Regions from separate parts of the Mus musculus genome. Here region 1 is linked to region 2. Evidence: chromatin contacts called from public promoter capture Hi-C data. All regions are on one chromosome and are shown on one strand. Each heading gives the region's core, a stretch centred on a gene start, on an enhancer-like site or on the middle of the called end of the contact. The rest is flanking DNA. Distances are from core to core; before and after follow the strand shown. Region 1 overlaps Itgb5 (integrin beta 5). Region 2 holds the start of Muc13 (mucin 13, epithelial transmembrane).

What was found. Promoter capture Hi-C pulls out the DNA fragments that hold promoters and counts their contacts.
Region 1: a contact with region 2 is called in a promoter capture Hi-C map of the HPC-7 cell line, with 3 times the contacts expected there. The contact joins the enhancer-like site here to the promoter of Muc13 in region 2. A contact is called at or near these places in 6 of 39 promoter capture datasets (the 3T3-L1 cell line, 3T3-L1-derived adipocytes, the HPC-7 cell line and 3 more) and 3 of 9 other capture datasets (adipose tissue, liver and pancreatic islet).

The regions. Positions count from the first base shown.
Region 1 is chr16:33,927,041-33,931,488 of GRCm38.p6, forward strand. The region is part of intron 10 of Itgb5 (integrin beta 5); the gene reads left to right. Among named protein-coding and RNA genes, the nearest start is that of Umps, 38 kb to the right of the region's middle. Within about 2 kb of position 1,846, at least 16 of the 459 cell types and tissues checked have an H3K27ac peak or open chromatin away from gene starts, as enhancers often do. A contact at or near this core is called in the HPC-7 cell line, where this site is marked.
Region 2 is chr16:33,792,147-33,796,368 of GRCm38.p6, forward strand. Muc13 (mucin 13, epithelial transmembrane) reads left to right here and starts at 2,343. Exons shown (of 12, transcript NM_001382834.1): 1 at 2,343-2,429. The coding sequence starts at 2,381. Gm15658 (a long non-coding RNA gene) reads right to left here and starts at 3,993. Exons shown (of 3, transcript XR_003951910.1): 1 at 3,599-3,993; 2 at 2,106-2,500.

The DNA.
Region 1 (4,448 bases), core at 596-3,095, 130 kb after region 2:
GGATAAATGATAGCCGGGCAGTGGTGGTGCACGCCTTTAATCCCAGCACTCGGGAGGCAGAGGCAGGCGGATTTCTGAGTTCGAGGCCAGCCTGGTCTACAGAGTGAGTTCCAGGACAGCCAGGGCTACACAGAGAAACCCTGTCTCGAAAAGAGAGAGAGAGAGAGGAATGCAAATATAAGATCTAAGCCCAGGCTTCTGCTTTCCAGCTTCAGGCCCGATCTGTAAACTGATGAAGTTTGACTAAAGAAGGACACAATGGCATTTAATAAGCTAAAGATGCAAATTTAAAGAGACCGTGAGGATGCCAAAGCTTAGGTCTCTGTCATATGGGTATAGATGCTATTAGCCTTTAAGCGTCCTAGGATAATGGTGTTAGAAAATTTTCCACTCTTCTTCAATTTGGAAGTCTGAGAGACCTCTGGTGGTGCAAACAGTTATTCCTAATGTGGTTTCCGTCTCTGTCTCAGGAAAGGAGCCAATGTTTGTTTTTGTTTTGGTCCTGGTTTTGGGTACTCCGGTGCACTCTATTCTTGGCAGGGGCAGGGCAGGATGTGAGGGTGCTTTGTGTCCTTGGAGGTGAGTGTCCCTTCCTGGGAACGCTGCCCTTGGAGCACCACCGAGATTCAAGTATTCCCTGGAGTCTGGAATGGCTCAGGATGCTTTCCTTCCTCTTTCTGGGGTACAGTTGACCTCTAAGCTCATCCACAACCCTACCCCACAAAGTCTAAAGGAACTCAGCCATGTCCTGTGCTAAGGAAGTCCTAGGCAGGGGCTACTTGATTGCACAGAGCTGACCTTAGGCAGCAGGCAAGCCTAATAATGGAGGGAGACTATTTTAAAGCACTTCTTACAAGGTTGGAGAGATGGCTTGGGGGTGAAGAACACTGGCTGCTCTTTCAGAGAGCCTGGGTTTGGTTCCCAGCATCCATCTGGCAGCTAATAATTATAACTAATTCTAGAGGCCCTCTATGCCACCTTCTGGCCTGTGCACATACACACATGGACTCATGCACATAAAATAAATAAATGCTTTTTAAAGCTCTTTGATGACCTGGATATTGCGTCCTTGGAAATAGATGGATGCTAGTGTTTTGCATTCATCACTAGTAAGCACTAAACAGGAGGGTGTTTTCTTTGTTTTACATTGCAAGACTTTCCTAATAGAACTGGCTACACATAGTAGGTCAATATGTATTATCTACTTTGCGGAAACTGAGGCCCAGAACCTAGACTAAAGTTCTTTAAATTAGAGAGAGAGAGAGAGAGAGAGAGAGAGAGAGAGAGAGAGATCTTGCTATATGATCCAGGCTGGTCTTAACCTACTGGGCTTAAGCAGTTCCTCCTGCTTCAACCTCTAGACTAGCTGGGAGGTGTGCACCACCCTGTCTCACCTGCTCCGTGTGGCTCTTGACTGTAGAGTCAAACCAGAAAGAAGAGCCTTGTACTGCCACTTGCACTGTGGTCATTTCTTGCCTAAGTTTGACTAGTTTGACCCTTTGGCCAAACCTCTGGATTCCTGGTTCCACCCTCAACACCATCACTCTACATTGAGCCCCACATTTCTAAGTCATGCCCAGTTAGTCTTTATCTAAACAAGTCTCTCTTGAGTTAGATTTCATCAGTCACAGCAGACTTCCCCTGTCTCCCTCATGGCTGGGATACTATCATCATGGACATAAGGGGCCAGGAAGGCAATGGTACTCTTTGGAAGGACTCTGTGACCATTAACAATGGAGTCTCAGCCTCCATTACAGAAGTGTGGCTTAAAGCAGTGCCATCCTGGTTTTGTCAGAGTGATCATAGTTTGCTCTTCAGACACGAGCTTGTGGTCCAGACACAGGAAAGGCAGGAGGAGGGTGGGAGCCACTCCTGGGGAAGTACCATCAGTTGGCTGTTTTATCAACAGTAAGCCAAGGACAGGGATAGCTGGCCCAAGGCCAAGAATGCATCAGTGTGTGTGAGTGCCAGATGATGTGTGTGCTGGGAGATTGGAACATTGTATAGGCAACAGAGCGGGGTACAAAGCCTTTGGCTTCTGTTCAACTGTGTCTGTGGAAAAGGAGTGAAGGAGAAGCCTCCGTTCTCCTCTTTGGGGTACCCTAACCGTCGAGAATCACACTGAAGTCTAGAGGTCAGTGTTTTGTCATGCTCATTGTTGGCTTAGGGTCTTAGGGTCTGTCCGGCCATCAGCAGCACATCCTGAGTGTCTTCTGAGAGCCGGAAACCATGGTAGCTAGGCACCAGGTGCACACAAATACAAGACTGGTCTTGTATGGCTCTGTGGGCTCGTGGGATAAGCAAGGTACAGGAAAAGGAAAGGAATACACTCTCCCTATTCATCAAGTGTCAGCTGTTTGTTGTTGGTTTTTTTCGAGACAGTGCTGCACTGCATAACACTTGCTGGCCTGGAATGTTCTATATAGACCAGGCTGGCCTCAAAGCTGTGTTGATTCCTCCTGCTTCTCCCAAATGAGTGCAGAGAATAGGGGAGTATGCTTCCACGCCTGACCAGTCAGCTTTCAAACATGTTGCAGTCTGAAGGGAGGAAGAGAAAGTAGGAGAGGAGGAGAGAAGGGGTAGGAAGGTCAGGAAGAAAGAACAAACGTGCTCCCACCGAGCTGTGTGCTCCCATCTCCCCTCTCTGTTCACAGCCGAGTCTCTCAGGACAGCTGTCTGCAGGCACTGGCTTCCCATCAGACCTGAGCTCAGTCCCGTTTAGATTCAACCCACATCTCCTTCACCATTGTCCTGGCAATACTCTTGACCTACCTTCAGTCTCTAGCCAGCCTCCAGGGTGGGAGTTCCTCACCCCGTTCTCTCTAGGGTACCCCTTCAACAATCAGATTGCTCAACTGATCACTGAATTCTGGGAGCCTCTTGCATGTTCTTACTCTAGTATGTCCCCAGCTGAATTCTGTCCTTCCTCTCAGCATGGCTCTCCCAGGTCTCTTTGTCTCGCCTCAGGGCAGAAGCCTAAAAGCTACCCTGTATCCTGCCTTCTCCCATCCATCTGCTGCTGCCCTTTTCCTACCCCCTTTGAAGGCTTAACATTTCTCCACCTCTGCTTCTACCGTCCCCGTCTGTGTGTTGGCCGTACTGCAGCCAGAGTGATGGATCCAAAATGAAACTCTGCTCATGTCCAGACTCTTTGAGAGGCTAACCAGACCCAGAGATGCCTAAAGAGATGGATCAGGGCTGGAAAGTTGGCTCAGTGGTTAAGAGCTCTGGCTGGTCTTGCAAAGGACCCAGGTCCAATTCCCAGCACCCACATAGCAGCTCACAATCGTCTGTAGTATTAGTTCCAGGGCATCTGACACCCTCGCACGCACACATATACAAGCGGGCAGAACACCAAATGTATATTAAAATAAAATAAATCGTTAGAAGAAGAAAGAGAAACAGGAGCAGGTGAAATGACTTCAGGAGGAGCGGAGGGGGTCCTGCGTTAGACTTCCTTGCAAGTTGTGCAGGAGGTGGAAATGCAGATGTTATATTCTGAGGAGGAGGAGGGAGAAGGGGAAGGGGAGGAGGGGGAAGAAGAGCCACTGAAGGCTCTATAGCTGAAGTGTGTATAGCACTGCCTGGTTCACATTACAGTTGAGATCTCAGAGACAGTTCCTTGGAAGCTGGGCAGACACAGGATGGACCTGCCTGAGCTAGGGCATGGTGCTCTGGAAAGCCTGGCTCCTAGGAGCTCATCCTTGGGTACCCTGGCCCTGAAGGATCATGCCAAGCTCCTGCCAGGTCCTGACCACCCACTCCCACTCATACTTCTGGCCCTCAGCCCCAAGGAGCTTACATTCCCGCCCTTCCCTCTAGGCTGCCTGCTAAGTTGGATGTTCTCCATCCTCCATTCTCTCTAAATCAGAGGCCTCATTAACCCGAGGCCTGCTCTGGCCTCCCAGCCCAGGGCCCAAGTCACACATCAGCAGCAGCTGTGGTGGTGGAGAAGCCAGCAGCTCGACCGGCCAGCCCTGTTCAACAGAGAAGATCAGGCAGGCCAAGACTGGCTTAGTGCCTCTGGTGGAATGAGCCAGGTTTGTGCACGGGTCTACACCATCTTTATGATATCAGACCTTGAATTCCCTTAGGCTAATTATCAATCGTGATTGCCCTCCCCAGAGAGGACATACTCTAGAACACAGACCCCCTATGCTGGGATGGTAGTACAAGTTCTTAATCCCAGTGCTTGAGAGGTAGAGACGGGTGGATGTCTGTAAGTTCCAGGACAGCCAGGGATACACAATGAGACACCATCTTAAATAAACAAAGAAAAATTATAGACTCCTGTAACCAAGTGTTCTACCACCGAACTATATCCCAGAGCCAGACAGTAGACTCAAGTCAAGCAAATGTGGTCCGTGTCTCTGCCATCTGCCTACAGTAGAGCTATGGCGAACTTACTTGGCCACTCTGTTTCTCATTTCCCACACCTGTTGAAATCA
Region 2 (4,222 bases), core at 1,093-3,592:
TGTGTGTGTGTGTGTGTGTGCACGCAAATAAATAAAATACACAAATGATTTGAACAGATAACTTAGAGAGGGAGACACAAACGCCTAAAATAAGCACATGAAATAATTTTCAACATCCTTTGTCATCAGGAGATGTAAACTAAAACTAGATTGAGAAACTACTACCTAATGGTGTGCCTCTGTGCCCAAGCCAGTGTGGCTCCAGAAGTCCTAGACAGTGCTGGCAGAGAGGGTTAGGGGTTCTGGGGTGGCCCACCTTTGTGGCCAAGCCGGCCAGTCCTTAGTAGCCCTGGTAAGCTCCAGGATCACCCACACTGGGGTTAAACCCACACCACTGTGTCCATCTTTTAACATGGATGCCGGGGTCTTGACCGGGTGCTGACTACACTCACACCCCTCTCCCAGCCTCTTTATCATAGTCCTCTTATTTTTTAATATTAATTTTTATTATCTTTAAGACTGTGTGTACATGCCTGCCAGAGGTGTGGATTCCCCTGGAACCTGAGTTACAGGATCAGTTGGGAGCCACCTGGCCGGCGCGTTGAAAGCAGAACACCTGTCATCTGCAAAACCAGGAAGTACTTTTAACCTCTAAGCCGTGTCTTCAGCCCCCTATCGTAGTCTTGAGTGGAGACCCTGGGGACAATAGGAGCTTCTGAGCATTAATATGATTTTTAGATTGAGAACAGAGTTAAGGGTCAGGTTAAAGGACGTGGGGATGGTTGGTGTATCTTCCTCTGGGTGGGGCTGGATCTCAGGAAAGGACTGGATTAAGCAAGCCTTATCAGGTGACAGAGCTGGCTCCTGAGATGGTGGGAGCTCTAGGGTGGGAGAACAAAGGGTTGAGGCAGTGATGCGTGAGCACACATTGAACCCCCAGGTGACAGGGGATAATGACTAAAGGACCCTTTGTGCCAACTCCCATTGAGGAGGACTTCACTCTATTCCCCTAAGTTTTCAGACAGACAGCTCTTCTGAGATCAGTGTCCTGCTTCGGTGACTGACAAGCCCCTCTGGAGAAAGTCTTAGGAGAAGGGGCGCTGGTATGCCTTGTTTCTTCTCTAGAAAGCCCTGTCTCTACCCAGGGCCGTGGACAGAAGGCAGAGCTGAGCGCAGAATGATCGACCAGTAACAATGGGCCTGCTTTGCCAGGAGGAAGCAGCCTTCCTTCTCTTTGTGGGCCTCAACAAAGCTGTCACCCCCACCTCCCTTCTTCCCTTCCCTTTTTTTTAATAGAGAGGAAGGAATGCTTTTAAAAAGTGACTATGATGCCATTCACATGGTGATTGTTCTGTTGCTGTTTGTTTGATTTTATTGTTTTGTTTTGTTTTTTAAAGACAGTCTTAACTAGGCAACCCTGGCCGGCCTGGAACTCTCTCTGTAGAGTAGGCTGGCCTTGAACTCACAGAGATCTGTCTGTCTCTTCTGCTTCCCAAGTTTTCTCTTTGCTTGTGGAATTTCAAATTGGCCTCTGTTAAAATTGGACCCACGACAGACGGTGGGCCAAGGTGGTTATGGGAAAGGGAGCCTACCGTCAATAACCTTCAAGCCTGCTTCTAATAGGAGCATGACAACTGGGGTCTATGTCCAGTTAAAGTGATATGTGAGATGGAGGGAAGCTTGGAAACGTTAGCTCTAGAAGTTTCTAGAAGTGACCATTAGGAAAAGCCCAGTGTGGGAGTCCACAGCAAAAGATGACACAAGTCAAGTCATAAATAGTTGGAGAAAACATGAAAGGACTTTTCAGGTATTCTTGGAACAGCAGGTAGAGAAAATAGAATTCTTTGCAGTCAAATGGTGGGGAGTTGGGGAGGGGAGGGCCCAGAAGATGACTCAGAGTTAAAGGCATCTGCCACTAAGCCTGATGACCTGAATTCCATCCCATGATCCCACATGGTGAAGGGTCAAGAATCAACCCTTCCCACCATCCTCTGGCAGCTACATGAGCACTGTGGTGTGCACACACAAAATAAGAAGGGGTCAGAGGTAAGGCAATCATCGTTCTCGGCTAGATTACTGAGTGTTTAGAGAGACAGTAGTAGGCTCTGGGGAGGCGATAGGTCTACCATTCCCAAGATATAGAGAGATTAGCTGAATACACTCACCTTTGACCTTGCAAGGATTTCTAAAGAGAACTCAGACTTCTACAGTTGTCCTGGACTTTGAGTCAAGGATATCAACCTGAAGCTGGGCTCAAGTGACCTGACTCTGAGGTTGGAAGCAGCCCATGCTGTACGACCAGAGACCAGATCCTGACCACGAATTGCCTTTGCCTCTATCAGTTAATGAGTGGACTTCGGACTTGAAAGACAGTTAAAACTCCAGGCAGCGAAGGAGAGGACACATTTCCTCCTTGGATTATCAAGCAAGAGCAGCTACCATGAAAGGCTTCCTGCTTCTCTCTCTCAGTCTCCTTTTGGTGACCGTGGGTAAGAAACTCCTTTTTTGTTATTTTGTGGTTGCTTCTGTAACTTGATAAGTTGAATTGGTATCGTAGTCTCTGAAACAGAAACAGCAGGCTTGATCCTACAACTTTTTAAAGTGGCTGCTAGTCTTGACTTGGGGCCATTTCTTGACTAGCTCAGCTCGGAGATGCTGACATTTTCATCTGTGACCCCCAAGACAGCAGAGGCAAAAGAAGTCTATGGCTGACATTGGGACACAGCAGGGCAGAGGTTTGTCTGAAGTTGGATAAAGATGACTCAGTCGTGCAAGGATGAGGTTAGCAAGCTGGATCTAGATCTGTTCCTGTGATCATCAGAGAGTCAGACCTGGAGGGGTCGGGGATATGTCTGTTTTCACCAACACTTGAAACTGGGGATCTCTGGCCAAAAAGAGCAATCCCAGTGGGGGTTAGAGCCCCTACAGGTGTTCTTCTTCTGGACTAGGGAGAGTTTATCTGGGTTTGAGTAGGTAAGGAATTTGTCCCCCACCCCACCCCATTCTGAGAGAAATCCAGATCTAGACGTCAAATGCAAGAAAGGAATAAGGCATTGGAGGCAGTGGAAGGGGGAAGAGAAATTGAGTTCAATGTAAAGGACCACTTGACTTGCTTTGTTTGGGGGATGGAATCTCGTGCTACCAAGGTTAAACTGAACTCTCCATACAGTAGATGAACTTCTGATCCAACTGCCTTGGAGTGCTGGGTTATAGGTATGAGCCAACATACATGGCAAGATAGGAGCTTTTGAAACCTCTTACTACATTTAATTACCATACATGTGGAGGACATCGGACAACTCCCAGAAAGTGGTTTCTCTCCTCCCACCCCCTGAGTGAGATTGAACACAGCCGGCCAGCCTTGGCAGCAGGCTTCTTTTCTTTCTTTCTTTTTTTTCTTCTTAATTTTTTTATTATTTAAATGCATTTTATACATCAAACACATTAATAATATTGAGTATTTTGAGAATCAAATAACATTAAAAATGTGTTCAACTTTTATATTCATATCCTTTCATACCCTAAAAATATCATTAATGGATATTTAATACTATCCATAAGCAAACTTCTTTCTTTATTCCCTGGACCAATATTTTTTTTTTGATCTGCTTTTAAGATTGGGGGAGAAGAGCTGTCCTAAGAGGAGGGTAGGCCTCACCAGATCTCCTCTGCCAAGCCTGGGTGCTGTGGCCAAGTCTTCAGGTCCCAATTAGAACTGATAAGATCTACGTGATTTTCTGGAGTCACCATGAAGAAGAAATGCCTTCTGTAAGACATAAGGGTACTGAGAAGGGAATCCTTTGCTGGGAAGGCTTGGGGAAATGGCTAGAGGTTAGAGAATTCGTAGTCATGGATCTCAAGGTACCTTAGAGGTGTAGAAAGGAGACTTGGGCCAGAGAATTCCCCCAGCAGGGTACAGGAGCAGGCTCCACACTTCAGAGCTTGGTAGGCAGGGATCCAAATACAGTGTAGTCGGTTACTAGCTGTGGTTTCTCCTTCCGTAATAACAGAGGAGACAGCCCACAGCAGGAAGCTTAGGCTCACAGCACTGTATCTGCCATCGGATCCAATATTTAAACATTTGTGTTTGCTCTTGCTTGCGTATGTTCCATGTCGGTCTCAGCAGTTGAGGACAGGAGGTGGATCTTATACACCTTCCACCTGTCTCACCCAGAAATGTCATAAGGACTTCCTGAACAATGAGGACATGCTCAGATGACATCTTAAGCCCCCTCAGGATCCATTTGCCAGCGTTTTGCTTCCCCTGAGCACTAGGGCTCCT